Regions from separate parts of the Mus musculus genome. Here region 2 is linked to region 1. The links are chromatin contacts, called in public Hi-C maps. All regions are on one chromosome and are shown on one strand. The core of a region is the stretch at or near the end of the contact, and the rest is flanking DNA. Distances in the headings are between cores, read along the strand shown.

Region 1 (7,289 bases), core at 2,063-4,562:
AAACAAGCCTGCCACCCCTATACCAGGGAAACACAAATTTCTAGACCAGTTGGGGCTACACAGTCTAATAACAGGTTATACAGGGAGACCCTGTCTCAAAACAAACCAAGTTTGTTTAAAATAAAACAAAACAAAACAAAAGGGAGGGTGAAGAAAAGGAGGAGGAAGAGAGAATATTTTTGAGCTGAGACTAAACTGACCTCCCACCTGTGTCAAATGCAAAGCTCTGTAGGGAGTTATTCAACCTTCTGGTGTCCAAGGCAAGAGCCAGTGTCCCTCCCTACTCTGACTCCATTCACTAGCTACAGGATCTCAAAGTCTTCAGTTTAAATGAACTTTCCTGGGCCTATTCTTTTCATGCAAAATGACCAAGCTAAAGTAATCCTGAGAAAACCCCAGGATGGAAAGGACAACCTCCCTCTTTTCCTTTCTGCTTCAGTATATAGAACAGACAGGTGTCAACCAGGGTACAGGGCTCAAGCTAACTCAAGCTAATGCCTTCCTTTAATAGGTGCTCAGGGGCACTTACGGCAATTTAGGAATACTATAGACACAAAGGTTTTCTTCAGCGTGTCTTTGGGTAATTGAACTCCTACCCTACCAAAAAATCAAAAACCTGACTAAAGCCAGTAAAGGTGGACCGTCACAACCCCCCACGTCATTAGAATGAATGTATTTTACCACGCTGCCCCAAATCCACAATGCCAACATGTCTCATCATTCAGCGTTTCCGCAAAACAATAGTTTTGGAAGCAAAACTTGATAGCAGTAAAGCAAGAAGAAAAAAGAAAAAAGGGAAAAACAAACAAAGAAAGCAGATCAGAAAAACTCCATGCCCCAATAATCCCTCCTCTTGAACTGGAATGTACAGACCCTGTTAACAACAGTGAGCACTGCCATGCTTGTGTCAAGAAACAAGACTCACAAGAATGATCACGCCCTGAGTTCACAGCACTCCTCTCACCTTGAGAAAAGGGCTTTCTTTTCCAAAGATTCAGATCCTGCAGCCAGCCCCTCCATAAGGGACATTCAGACACTGTATCCAATTCTTCCATGAGGGAATTTGGAGAAGAGGCCTCCTCTTGAGGGACAGAAAAAGAAGAATCTTTTACTAGGCCCTCCCTAGACCAGGAGTGGTGGCTCACACCAGTGGTTCTAACACTCAGGAAGAGGCCAACGCGAGAAGGCTGTGGAGGACAGACTGAGATACACAGTGAGTGTTAGGCCAGCTAGGGCTACATAGCTAGATCCTGTCTCAAAGGAAAAACAAACCACTAATCAAGATCTCAACACAAACTGAAAGCAAGACCAGGAAGAATATCATCACACGGGACCCAGCTCTTAGATGGGAAGTGTGTGTGCAGGGAATCTCTTAAGGCATCAAGGCTGTTTTCCTTTCCCTTTTTATTAACATGCAGAAAAAGCAATCCATCTCTCAACAGAGGCTTAAACTGAAAACGCTCTTGACGTCTACTGACAAAAGACACCACATATGAAAGACGTTCATGTATTTATCCAAGGGGGAGGGGTAGGAAGCCATCTACAACGCTTTACATACTGGAAAAGGACAGTCTTTTACTTTGGAGAGCTGGAGGCTGAAGAGGATGTGTAGATAAGGGGAAGGTTTGTTTTTTTGTTTTTTTTTTTTTGTTTTGTTTTTTTTTTTTTGCCAACAAAAGCAACTGAAGAGAGAGGAGATCTAGACAGATTTGGTGGACAAAGAACGTCTGGCTTCTGGCACCACGTTTCCTTCCCTCTTAAGACTCTTAATGAAGAGATGGAGGCAGGAAGATCAGAGGCTTGGCTACATAGCAAATCTGAAGCCAGCACAGCCTACATGAGAGCTTGTCTCAAAACAAAACATAAAGTGGCACATGGTGGTGCATGCCTGAACTAGGAGTGTCCTATAAAGTGAGAAAAGATTGGGGCAGAGGCAGGCGGATTTCTGAGTTCCAGGCCAGCCTGGTCTACAAAGTGAGTTCCAGGACAGCCAGGGCTACAGAGAAACCCTGTCTCAAAAAAAAAAAAAAAAAAAAAGATTATTGGGGGGACTAGAGGCTAGCCTTGACTACCTACCTAGTTTGAGCCCGAGCTATAAAAAAAAAATCCCTCAAATCAAAATAATAAACAGGTAAAGTGCTAACATGTTTCCAAAACTTACTATTTCTTTCCCTGATTTTCACCAAGGCTCTCTGTTAACTTAGGGAGTAGAGTACAGCAAGATCCAAAGTGAGAGGAAGAATACTGTATCTTAGGAGCAGGGAAAGCCTTTCTGGTGGAAAGAGGGTTGCAATTTGTGATGGAGGATACATTCATGCCAATAACAGTTTCTCTGAGGACATGACTTTTCTTTCTTAATATATCAATACTAACAACTGACCAAACGTTCACTGTGCACCAAGCATTTTCCACAAAAGTTCCCTTGAGCCCTCATGACAATTCAGAGAAAAAAAAGTACCCAGGTTAAGGATGGGCTGCAACTGACAGGGGATGAGGCAAGGTCATGAGGATGTTAAGTGGGAGATACAAACTTGCAAATATCACACTCCAAAAGAGGAGCAGCAGCTCAATCAATACTAAGAGACTTAATAAAAACACAAAAACCAAAGCTCCCTTGGTGGACATGACTGGGGGAAGGGGAGAAAAGCTGACTTACGATATCATAAATTCAGGGCCTCCCTCTATCTTGGGGTGAAAGTGAAAAATAAAGGATCGAGAGATCTGTTTCTTGCAGATAGGATACCTCTGTCACTTTTGGGAAAGTTGAGAACCTCCTTCACTTGGAAGACGCTGACCAAAGTGGGGGTCGCTCTTTTGAATAAAGAATTCCCCTTGGCACCATAAACGGGTCTCCCTTCGCTGACAAATCGACCAGAGCCGAGGAAAGGCGTATACCAACAAGGGGCGTCGTCCTCTCCAAGGAGAGAGAAGTTGGGGGTCCCCTGCAGATGAAGGTTGAATGGGAGCCTCCTTCCCCTGGAACCAGGACTCCGAGAAGCTGTTTTCTCCCAGGGACGTAGAGCCTGATCTCCTGGATGTCTGTGGGTGTTTGTCACTAACAGCACTGCTTCGGTGCCCTTCGGCTCCCTGAAAGGCTGGGGGCCCGGACCCCCTTTAGTCAGCACCGTCCGGCGGAGGACCCCCAGGCGGTCGTGGGACTGCCCAGGCCTCTTACCCTGTGGCCTCCTCCACGGCTCGTGCTCATCCCTCCACTTTGGCGTCGGCTGCCTCCGTCCCTGCTGTCCCCGCCGCCGCCAACTCTACCAGATCTTCGGGAGCCGAGGCCCGAGGGCGCTCCAGCTTCCACCGCTTCCACAGTGCCCTCCCCCCCCACCTACCGCACTTCCTCATCCGGGGCCAAAGCCAGCCATGCGGACGGGTCTCGATCCCGCCCCCGCACGGCGCGCGCGCAATCCGGAGGGCGGCTCTTCCCGGCTGGTACCTCCACCCTCCGCTAGCTCCAGACACGCTCAGCCCCGCCCCCACCGCGTTGACTCTTAAAGAGAAACACATCGTTCTACCCAGTTCCTGTCTCAGACTGTTACCAGTGCTATGGTCCATATCTCTGAGGTGGACAGATGCCACTCTAGGGCCCTGTCTGCTTCCATCCTGGCAGATTGTGGGACCTTCTAATAACTATAATCAAAGGTTTAGGTCACACCATCCTCCTATTGCTTCTAATCACACTGAAATTCAAAAGATAACCCAGGAAAGTATTTGATTACACTTTGATTTTGTTTCATTGCCTCTCTAGCATTGAAGGTACCTCATTTTATCTGTGTTGCCTGTTTCTTTCCATCCTTGTCTGTTTTCTTTAGGACTCTATATTCATAGCACCTAAAGAAGTGTCTGGAAGAAATTACAATGGACCTGGCATTCCTTTAATCCCAGCACTTGGGAGGCAAAGGCAGGCGGATTTTTGAGTTCAAGGCCAGCCTGGTCTACAAAGAAAATTGAAATTACCTTTTCTTTGATTAGGATCTGCAGAGGAAACCAAGGCTTGGCTGCACGCTCCTTTAACCCCAAAAAGGCAGAAGACAGCCTGGTTTACATAGGATTTGATTTGAGTCAGGATCTTACTTTTTAGCTCAGGCAAGTCTGAAACTTGCTATGTGTGCCAGTCTAGCCTCAACTCTTGACCTTCCTGCCTTGACCTTTTGGATAAAGGGAAAATAGGCATGTGCGACCATGCTTGGCTTATTCGTTTTCTTAAGTCACATGAAAGTATTATTCATCTTACTAAATTTTTATTTTTATCCTTTTATCTCCTCTCTCTCTCTCTCTCTCTCTCTCTCTCTCTCTCGATAGGAAATATTGCAATAGGGTTCTCCCTATGTAGTCCAGGCTGACTTGGAACTCACTATTTAGATGTGGCTCGCCATCTTTTTTCTTTTTTTTTTCTTTTTTTTTTTTAAGTAGCCTCTTAAAATCTATCAACTTTTTGTTTGGTTATTTTTAGTTTTGAAGATAGTTTCTCTTTGTAGCCCTGGCTGTACTGAAACTTGCTCTGTAGATGAGGCTGGTCTCACACTCAAGAGATCTGCCTGCCTCTGCCTCCCAAGTGCTGGGATTAGAAATATGTGCCCTAGGGCTGGTGAGATGGCTCAGTGGGTAAGAGCACCCGACTGCTCTTCCAAAGGTCCAGAGTTCAAATCCCAGCAACCACATGGTGGCTCACAACCATCCGTGACAGGATCTGACTCCCTCTTCTGGTGTGTCTGAAGACAGCTACAGTGTACTAACATATAATAATAAAATAAATCTTTAAAAAAAAAAAAGAAATATGTGCCCTACCACCTGGCTTTTTTCTTTAAAACATACCCCCCCCACACTTTTTTTTTTTTTTAACAATCTCTCACTCAGACTGGCCGCAAACTCTTCCAGTGATGGGATTATATATACCACCATGGGAACTTTTGCTTATCATGCAATGGGAGACCCCTTGGCCCATTCCCAAATCCTCTACTGTTTTACAATGCTTTTGCTTTCAAAATAAAACAAAACAAATATATTTTTATATATTTTTTGGAAAATACTGGAAACCTATAGCTTGTTTAGTTAAAGCTGGGGAAAAACTAAAAAAGGTTCTGTGATGCCAGACTTGGTGGCGCACACCTTTAATCCCAGCACTCAGATGGCAGAGGCAGGCAGATTTCTGAGTTGGAGGCAGCCTGATCTACAAAGTGAGTTCCAGGACAGCCAGGGCTATACAGAGATACCCTGCCTCGAAAAAAACCAAAAAACCAAACAAACAAACAAAAAAAGGTTCTGTGATTAACTAGAGGCATTAATGATTCAGTGGTCTTCATGATTAGAAGACACACAGCAGGGTTGGAGAGATGGGTCAGCGGTTAAGAGCACTGACTGAACCAGGTGTAGTGGTGTACACTGTTAATCCCAGCACTCGGGAGGCAGAGACAGGCAGATTTCTGAGTTGGAGATCAGCCTGGTCTACAAAGTGAGTTCCAGGAGAGCCAGGGATGCACAGAGAAACCGTCTCGAAACCCTCCCCCCCCCCCGGAAAAAAAAAAAGAGCACTGACTGTTCTCCCGAAGGTCCTGAGTTCAAGTCTCAGCAACCACATGGTGGCTCACAACTACCAGTAATGAGATCTGATGACCTCTTGTGGTGCATCTGAAGACAGCTACAGTGTACTTACATATAATAAATAAATAAATCTTAAAAAAAAAAAAAGAAGACAACACAGCAGTGTTATGACCTGAAACCCTATCTCTAGTTATAAAATACTTACAGAATGAAGCAGGAGGTTGGTAGGATGACACAGCTCAAAAACAGGGCTGAAGTTTGATTGGGACAGAGAGTTTGCCCAGTATGTGTGAGGCCTGGGTCCCATCCCCAGCCTTAGCTGTCAGAGAAAGAAAGAAATGGAGAAGAGGCAAGTGCACTGGGCATGGTGGTTTGCTCCTATAAGCCCAGAACTTGGAGGGAAGCAGAGGTAGAAGGATTGTCATGAATTCAATGCCAGTCTGGTTACAGAGTGGAACTGTAATTCACCAAACTCTTCTTAAAGAGAAAGATGTCCCAACAAATAGGAACATTGGGACACTCTAGGTTTAGCATAATCAATGGCCTGGATAAGGTTGGGATCCCAGGGTTCCCCAGGCTAGCTAGTAGCCCTTAAGCTTTGGTAAGGTCCACAATTAGTAGTAGGGGTGGGACTACAGATGCATCACATCACATGGCTTCCTGTGATGAAAGTCTCAGGTTCTCAGGCTACCCACTTCACTGTCATCCCTGCAGGGTAGCTTATTTTACATTACAATTTTTTTTGGGGGTGGGGGGGTTGAGACAGGGTTTCTCTGTATAGCTCTGGCTGTCCTGGAGCTCACTTTGTAGACCAGGCTGGCCTCAAACTCAGAAATCCGCCTGCCTCTGCCTCCGAGTGCTGGGATTAAAGGCGTGCGCCACCACGCCCGGTTTACATTACAATTTTAAAGTAGCATTAAAACCATAGCTATTGTCACTGATTATTGGAGGGACATAGAAAGCTGGGGTTGTTTTCAGTGGTAGAGTTTGATTAGCCTGTACTGGTTTAGTTTTCAATCCCCATTTCCGGGGAAGAGCACTGGCCCCCAGGATTCAATTATCAGAATTGAATATCAACAACAACCAAAGGATCACAGAAACCTAGGAATATCTTAGGGTTTGGGTTGGTAGAGACCTGCACACTGGACACTTCCAAGTAGGAGGTATTCCGTATTCCGTTGTGGTAAATTTATTATCACCACCACCGCCCCTCTGCCCCCCCCCCGAGAAAGAGAGAGAGAGAGAGAGAGAGAGAGAGAGAGAGATTTCTCAGGGTGGCTTAATGGAGGCAGAAAAGAAGAAAGAGAGGTAAGTCTGACTTTAGGCAAGACTGTGTTTATTGGCAGACACACCGCAAAGTTGGGGGGATGGGGACACAATCTCAACCACATGGATGAATGGTCCATATGTCCCAAGCTATGCAGGAGAATCCCTCATCCCATGATAAGAGAATGTCCCACTCAATGCAGGAAGATGAGAGCATACCCTAGAAAGAAAGCTGAGATCTTTTTATGGGATAAAATTACCACCACCCGTTTTACACGTTCCCTCCCGAATTCCCTTGACTGGCCGCAAGGGAAGCTGGGAGGTGTAGTCTTTCAGCGGGAAACTGTCATTCTAAACTCTAGGTAATAGAGGAAGGCAGGACTGTTTTCCTGCTGAGGAGTGTCTTTGTCAGAGGGGTAGTTGTGGGTCCATTGAAGAGATAGATGGGTCCTCTGGTCACTTAGCAGGAGGAGAGT
Region 2 (7,289 bases), core at 1,636-4,135, 87 kb after region 1:
AGTGTTGACATGAGCAGTTTGTCTTCCTGGATAACGTATTTGCTAAGGAAGTTGTTTTGGGCACACTACATCTGATTGTATTTTCTAAGGTTATTCTTTTTTTCTGTCTTCTTTCTCTACCTTGTTAAACTGATCATTTCTCCTAAAGCTGGTGTATAGGTTAGGGATTTTATGAGTTGCTGTAGAGTGATAATCTGGGATGAAACAAGAGAAGAGGCGCAGTGACTGTTTGTATCACTGCCCAAGGTCAAGCATGCTCACACACTCGCTCATTTCTTTTCCAGGAGGGATGAGGAGGGTGTTCAAATGACAGCCCAGCAAGTGTTTGAAGAGTTCATCTGCCAGCGTCTCATGCAGGGTTACCAAATCATAGTACAGCCAAAGACCCAGAAACCCAACACCACAGTCCCACCCCCATTGAGCAGTAGCCCACTCTATAGCAGAGGTAAGTGATTCTCCTAAAATTATACTCTTTTCTTCTAAATCCTGAGAGTAGGTTTTCTTTCGTTTGATTATTGTCTTAGTTGATGTGATAAAACACTATGACCAAAGCAAGTTGGGGAGGAAAGTGTTTATTTGGCTTAAACACATCACTGTTTATCACTGAAGGATGTCAGCACAGGAATTCACACAAGGCAGGAGGAACCCGAAGACAAGAGCTGATGCAGAGGCCATAGAGAAATACTGCTTACTGGCTTGCTCCCAATGGCTTGCTCAGCCTGCTTTCTTCTTATAAAACCCAGGACCACCAGCCCAGGGATGGCCCCACCCACAATGAGCTGGTCCTCCCCCACCAATCACTAATTAAGAAACTGCTTGGTAGGCTTGCCTACAGCCAGATCTCATGGAGACATTTGCTCACTGAGGCTCCCTTCTGTCTGATGACTATAGCTTATGTCAAGTTGACATAGAAACCAACTGGCACTTCAGCCCTTTTGAGGGTGGTGCAGCTCAGTGGTAGCATGCTTGTTGAGCATGCATTAGGCCCTGGGTTCCATCACTAGCACCCAAACACAGAGAAACAACAATGGCAAAGAAAACCATTTCAGTTAGGTTTGGTGGCCCAAACATGGTGAGATACATGTCAGCATCCGCTACAAAGTAATTCCCTATTCCAAAACCAGCACAGAAGACCCAACTCTAAGAGCTGGAGAGATGGCTCAGTGGTTAAGAGCACTGGCTGCTTTGCAGAAGGCCCTGGTCTCTCGTTCCTAGCTTTCACATGGTGGCTTACTGCCAGTGGTACACATACTGTTAATCCCACTAAAGAAGAGTAAAACCATTACCCAAATTCTTTGTTCAAATTAAGTAAACTTTATTTTCTGTCAGACTGGGCTATATCCCTAAAGCAGGCTTTTGGAAAAATATCATCAAACACAGGAGGAGGTGGGGTTTATAAAGCCATATAGCCAAAAACAAAAGAAAACAAAAAATCACTATAAGAATAGGGGGGTTGAGGAATTTCCAGAGGAATTTTGGTTACATACAAACTTGGCTAAGCAGTTCAAAACTATTTGGAAGAACATCTTATCAGGGTACATTCAAGGTGTGATTGAAACTTCATAAGGTGGGGAACATCTGGTTAAAGCACTGTCAACTTGAAATTTTCAGCAAACAACAATGAACTTGTTCTGACCTTGTAACAGAATGGCTTCCATCCTTAAGGTAGAATTAGGCTGATCCATCAATACATTCAGGCAGACACTGATACAAATAAAAGTAAGATAAATATTTTCTAAAAAACCTAATTCTTCTTTTTGAGACAGGGTTTCTCTGTGGAGGCCTGGAACTCTAGACCAGGATGATTCAAACTTACAGGGTTCTCTGCCTGTTTTTGCCTCCCAAGTGCCATGATTAAAGATGGTCAACCTCCTCCTCCTCCTCCTTTTTTTTTTTTTTTTTTTTTCCAGACAGGGTTTCTCTGTGTAGCCCTGGCTGTCCTGGAACTCACTCTGTAGACCAGGCTGGCCTCGAACTCAGAGATTCGCCTGCCTCTGCCTCCCAAGTGCTGGGATTAAAGGCGTGCACCACCACTGCCCGGCCAACCTGATTCTTCTTTATCTCCCTCTCCCTCCCTCTCTTCTTCTCCCTCTCCTTGTCCCTGTCCCTCTCCCCATCCCTCCATCCCTTCCTCTTTCTGTTTTCTGAGACAGGGTTTTACTGTCCAGCCTTTTATAGACTCTGGCTGGACTATAACTCACTTTATAAACCAGGCAGGCTCATCTCAAACCCAAAGATCTACTTTTTCCTCCCTTTGAAGTGGTGGCATTTAAGGTATGCACCCTTTTGCCTTACAATTCTCTTTTTTAAAAAAAGAGGATATGACTAATTTTAAGCAGGATATAGTTTGGTTTAGACAACTAGGAGTAGCAGAAGGCCAAGTTAATATTTAGTTATCAAGTATATAGTGAATGTTCTAAACCTGGAAGTGGGTATTTAATTGTTTTTAGTGTTGCACCTCCCTGTTCTCAGATGGTGCCTAAATCTAAGTTTACTGTTTGTTTGTTTGTTTGTTTGTTTGTTTGTTTGTTTTTAAATGTATATATGGAGTGACACAGTCCATTGTGGCCAGGGAGGGGCATAAAAATCCCCCAGAGCTAGAGTTATACAAGCAGTTGTGAGAGGTCAGTATGAGTGCTGGGACCAAACGAGGTCTTTAGGAATAGTGACATGTGCTCTGAACTACTGAGCATCTCTCCAGCACGCTAAGTTTTTATGTGTGTCTTTGTCTTTTTTCTTTTTCCGGCACTGGGACGAAACCCAGGACCTCAATCGTAGTAGACAAGTTCTCTATTCATTTACATTCGCCTGAGTCTATGTTCATCTTTCTTCTTAATTACTGATGCTTAGTGACCTGATTCAAGCATGAGTCACCCATTAGTGGCTAGCAAGTGACCCTAACTGAGAAAGAGCCAAGTTGTGGAGAACGCATCTCAAATAAGTGTAATGGGGAGTGAATGTGGGTGCCTGCAGCTGGAAAGCAATAATCACTTCCTGAAATAGTCCGTGAGCTGTCTTGGTCTCTGGCTTCGTTGTTGCTAATGAAGCCTCCACTTCCCTATTTGGCCATTGTAAAACTTCAGATCATTGTTGGTTCTGGTAAAGCTCTTCTGGCCAGGAAATTAAAGAAGTGTGGATCTGGTGTATGGACTTAGTTGGCAGCTAGTCCAAGCCTGTAGATGAATATTTTCTTAGAAAGCGAATATTTTCTTAGAAAGCGCCTCTGACATTTGTTACACGCTGCCTTCTTTTCATATTGTACACTCTCTTGGTTTGGTTTTGTGTTTGTTTGTTTGGTTGGTTGGTTGGTTGGTTGGTTGGTTTGGTTTTTCGAGACATGGTTTCTCTGTGTAGCCCTGGCTCTCTTGGAACTCACTCTGTAGACCAGGCTGGCCTCGAACTCAGAAATCCTCCTGCCTCTGCCTCCCAAGTGCTGGGATTAAAGGTGTACACCACCACGCCCGGCTATGAATTGACTTTTTTATGTCACTGCCACATCTAGCCTGCTTTTGAATGGATAGTGAATGTCCCTTGTGAGTGTGTAATTCTAGTGTCCAGTCTGGTCTTGACTGATTTGTGACCCTCATTTTTCATGGCTAGTTGTCAGAGGAAAACTCTTATTTCCCTGGTAATAAAAATCACTGATATCCTGTTACTATTGTTGTTACTTGGAAAGTTGCTTTCATAGCCAAGTCATGCATCTCCCTTGTTTCAGGTTCACTGACCGCAGGGGGAAGCTAGCTCTTGTTCCAGCAGAATCTTGGGGGAGGCACACATTAACGTTACTCCAAATACATGTTTGCTTACTGGGTTGCTCGTAGTTGGGATGAGCTGTGGGAGCTGAGCTGGGTGCTGTGATCCATAGCCGCTGATGCTTTTCCTGACAGCCAGTAGGCTGTCTACAGCAGAAGTGAAGGAGTGCGTCAGGGGTACTCTGTTCAGTTGCAGTCAGAATTCTCTCAGACTCTACTGCCCTTTCTCCTCCTGAGGACTTCTAAGTGACCTGCCACCATGTGACCATTTCTCTGAGCTGAGCAGGAGAGAGCAGCATACTCTATTTGCAGGTCATGAGGATCTTGCCCAGGCTTTGCTGCTGTTCTTTGTTTGTTGGTTGGTTATTGTTTGTTTGAGACAGGGTTTCTCTATAGCCCTGGCTGTCCTGGAACTCACTCTGTAGACCAGGCTGGCCTCAAACTCAGAGATCTGCCTGCCTCTGCTCCCTAAGTATTGGTATTAAAGGCGTGTGCCAGCACTGCCCGACTGGCTTGGTTGTTCTTTATAGCACAGTTTTATTCTTTTGAACACTTGTTATGTTTCTGATTCCTTGTCATTCCCCACTCTGCTGTGTTTAATTCCATTAAACACCTACTCTGGGCAAGGCCTTTTAGTAGGAGCTAATATAAAGATAAACTATATTTATATTCGGCCTCTTGGAACTTTATTTTAAATTTAAATTAAATTTAATTTAATTTATTCTTGAGACAGGGATTCACCATATTGCCTAGTTTTGCCTCAAATTTCAAGACTCAAGCAGTCTGCCTGTCTTGGTGTCCTGGGTTGCTGGAGCTATAGATATGCACTACAGTGCCTGAGAGAGACACATACTTAACGTACTGCATATAAGATATTCACAAGGCTAGTGATATCTGGCAGCTTTCCTCAGGAGTTTACCTTTGATGGTGATATTAAGTTATCTATAAGATGGGCTGGAGAGATGGCTCAGCCAGTGAGGGCACTTAAACTGTTGTGCTTGACGATCTGAGTAAGTTTGATCCCCAGAACCCACATATAGGACAAATTGTGTTCTGACTTCCACACATGCATCCTATAGTTTGCATATGTTCTTGTACTCATGCACATATATATATAAAAAAAAGTAAATGTGAACAAATTTTATTAATCCATAAGATTTTAGTTAGTGGCTCAGGAAGAGAATGCAGAAGCAGTGTCCAAGCAGATGCGTAGGCACAAAAATTGCATAAATAATTAAGTGTTCCTGTCAGACTAAAGCTGGGAGGAGCTGTGGGGCTGTTGGAGCACAGACCAGAAGGTGAAGACTTCCAGCCTGGGGTGAGGACCTAGATATGCTCAGGTGGAGTGGAGTTTCATCTTAATCCCACACGTTTCTCCAAACCTATTACCGTTTCCTCCAGAGGGCTGTGCATCAGGGTGGGAGTATGGCATCTGGGTGCTTATAGCATCTCTGATTGCTATTAGTTGGTTTAATAACAGAAATATCTGACCGTTTCTGCAATTTTATTTTTTAACCAAGGATGATGCTTCTGTGACTTGCCTCTGAAAACATTTGCTTCTTCTTTTGTTTCTCTTTATCTGTACCTTTGTGGATAAACGCAATCATTTTCTCTACTAGGCCTTGTGTCCCGAAATCGCCCTGAGGAGGAAGGCCAGTATTGGTTAAGTATGGGCAGAACTTTCCATAAGGTGACACTCAAGGACAAGATGATCACAGTAACTCGTTACCTTCCCAAGTGAGTCCTTGGATGTTTACCGTCCTTGGTGACCATCTTGAATTTTGTCTATCCACTAAATTATGTGTATAAAACTATGTGCATAAAAAATAGAATGAGCTGAACGTAGTAGCGCACACCTATAATCCCAGCACTCGGGAGGCAGGGCAGAGGCAGGGCAGAGGCAGGCGGATTTCTGAGTTCTGAGGCCAGCCTGGTCTACAAAGTGAGTTCCAGGACAGCCAGGGCTACACAGAGAAACCCTGTCTTGGGGGGGGTGGGGGGAAGAATGAGTACCTTAGAATTTTGGCTTTGCCTTAAAATAAACTTTAAGTTTATAGTTTACTGCTTCCAAAAGGCAACTGCTCAGTTTATAAAGCTTAGCATGATTCACATCAAGCATATTAAAAATCAAAGGATGAATGTAAGAAGAGAATGATAAGTTTAAGAAGATCTGAGAAATGTTCATTACAGTCTCATGGGATGAACTGATTTCTGTGTTTGGGGACTGAGCCCAGTTAGTACCGAGTACAGTGAGACAGAAAAGGGTGGTGGTGGCAGTGGGGGTGGTGGTCATGGTGGCAGTGAGGGGGGTGGTCTACAGGTTGCTTTTAAGTATCCAGGCATACCTTTGTTTTTCAGGTACCCTTATGAATCTGCCCAGATCCATTACACCTACAGCCTCTGCCCTTCCCACTCTGACTCGGAGTTTGTCTCCTGTTGGGTGGATTTCTGCCACGAACGGCTCGAGGAATACAAGTGGAATTACTTAGATCAGTATATTTGTTCTGCTGGCTCTGAAGACTTCAGGTGAGACAGCAGCTTTAACTTCCCATTCCTGCTGCTTTGGGTATGTGCATCTTTTAACACATGTGTCCTTGCCTGATGTCTGTTTTGTTTTCCCTAAAATTGGAAGAACAGAGCATACCTGCCTATGGCTATTGGTGATAGTTATGTAACAGTGTAAATCTACTCAGCCATTGACATACACACTAAAGTGGGTTAAAGTGATATATTGTATCGTGTATGTTTTATTGCAGTTGGAAGGAGACGCTCAGTCCCATTGTGCCCTTTGGTGCAAGTGTCAGCATAGAGTATGGACTCAGTGAAGGACCTTATGCTTCTACAGATGCAGGGTGTGCCTGAGGCTGCCCATCTGCAGCTAGGATTCAGCATTGGTTTATGTACATTAATAGTCTTTGTGTGTTCACATGTGTTCTTGTATACAGATCTATACATTTTTAGCAAACATAGGATTATATTACCACATGGTTTCAGCATTTTATTCCCTTGCTGTCTAGTAGCCTTGTGGTTGTGGTCGTCTCATGTATAATGTTTTAACTTTTCTGTATGCTTTGCAATTGATTGTGGATAGCTGCTTCACTGGGGGTGGGTACACAGAGGCGTTGTGATGGCTCTGGGGTTAGAGCAGAAGTCACCTTGTAGTCTTCCTTGTGGTTTTGTGTCTAGTGTCTTAAGCAAAGCCACGAGGGGCAGCAAAGCAGGACTATCTTGCACCAGCTTCAGAGAGCTCCCTGGAAGGACTCTTATTACCTACTTTTTCTCACCACCACTCTGTTACCCTTGACTTTAGCTTAATCGAGTCTCTGAAGTTCTGGAGAACCCGATTTTTACTACTGCCAGCCTGTGTTACTGCCACCAAGCGCATCACAGAAGGGGAGGTGCACTGTGACATCTATGGGGACAAACCCCGTGCAGATGAAGATGAGTGGCAGCTTCTAGATGGCTTTATTCGCTTTGTAGAGGGCTTAAATCGCATCCGCAGGCGCCACCGCTCAGACCGCATGATTCGGGTAAGGA

The links. A called contact is a pair of places that touch in the nucleus more often than the background predicts.
Region 2: a contact with region 1 is called in a Hi-C map of the N1E-115 cell line, with 4 times the contacts expected there. The contact joins the enhancer-like site here to the promoter of Prr14l in region 1. A contact is called at or near these places in 1 of 39 promoter capture datasets (macrophages), 4 of 484 Hi-C or Micro-C datasets (the HPC-7 cell line, the N1E-115 cell line, muscle stem cells and 1 more), 4 of 115 datasets of contacts at active chromatin or transcription factors (double positive thymocytes, effector CD8 T cells, embryonic stem cells and 1 more) and 3 of 9 other capture datasets (adipose tissue, liver and pancreatic islet).

The regions. Positions count from the first base shown.
Region 1 is chr5:32,850,918-32,858,206 of GRCm38.p6, forward strand. It overlaps Prr14l (proline rich 14-like), which reads right to left and starts at 3,313. Exons shown (of 11, transcript NM_194340.2): 1 at 3,176-3,313; 2 at 965-1,081.
Region 2 is chr5:32,937,861-32,945,149 of GRCm38.p6, forward strand. Depdc5 (DEP domain containing 5) reads left to right here. Exons shown (of 43, transcript NM_001170567.1): 27 at 285-445; 28 at 5,372-5,489; 29 at 6,111-6,278; 30 at 7,063-7,282. Among named protein-coding and RNA genes, the nearest start is that of Ywhah, 77 kb to the right of the region's middle. Within about 2 kb of position 2,886, at least 29 of the 459 cell types and tissues checked have an H3K27ac peak or open chromatin away from gene starts, as enhancers often do. A contact at or near this core is called in the HPC-7 cell line, the N1E-115 cell line and pancreatic islet, where this site is marked.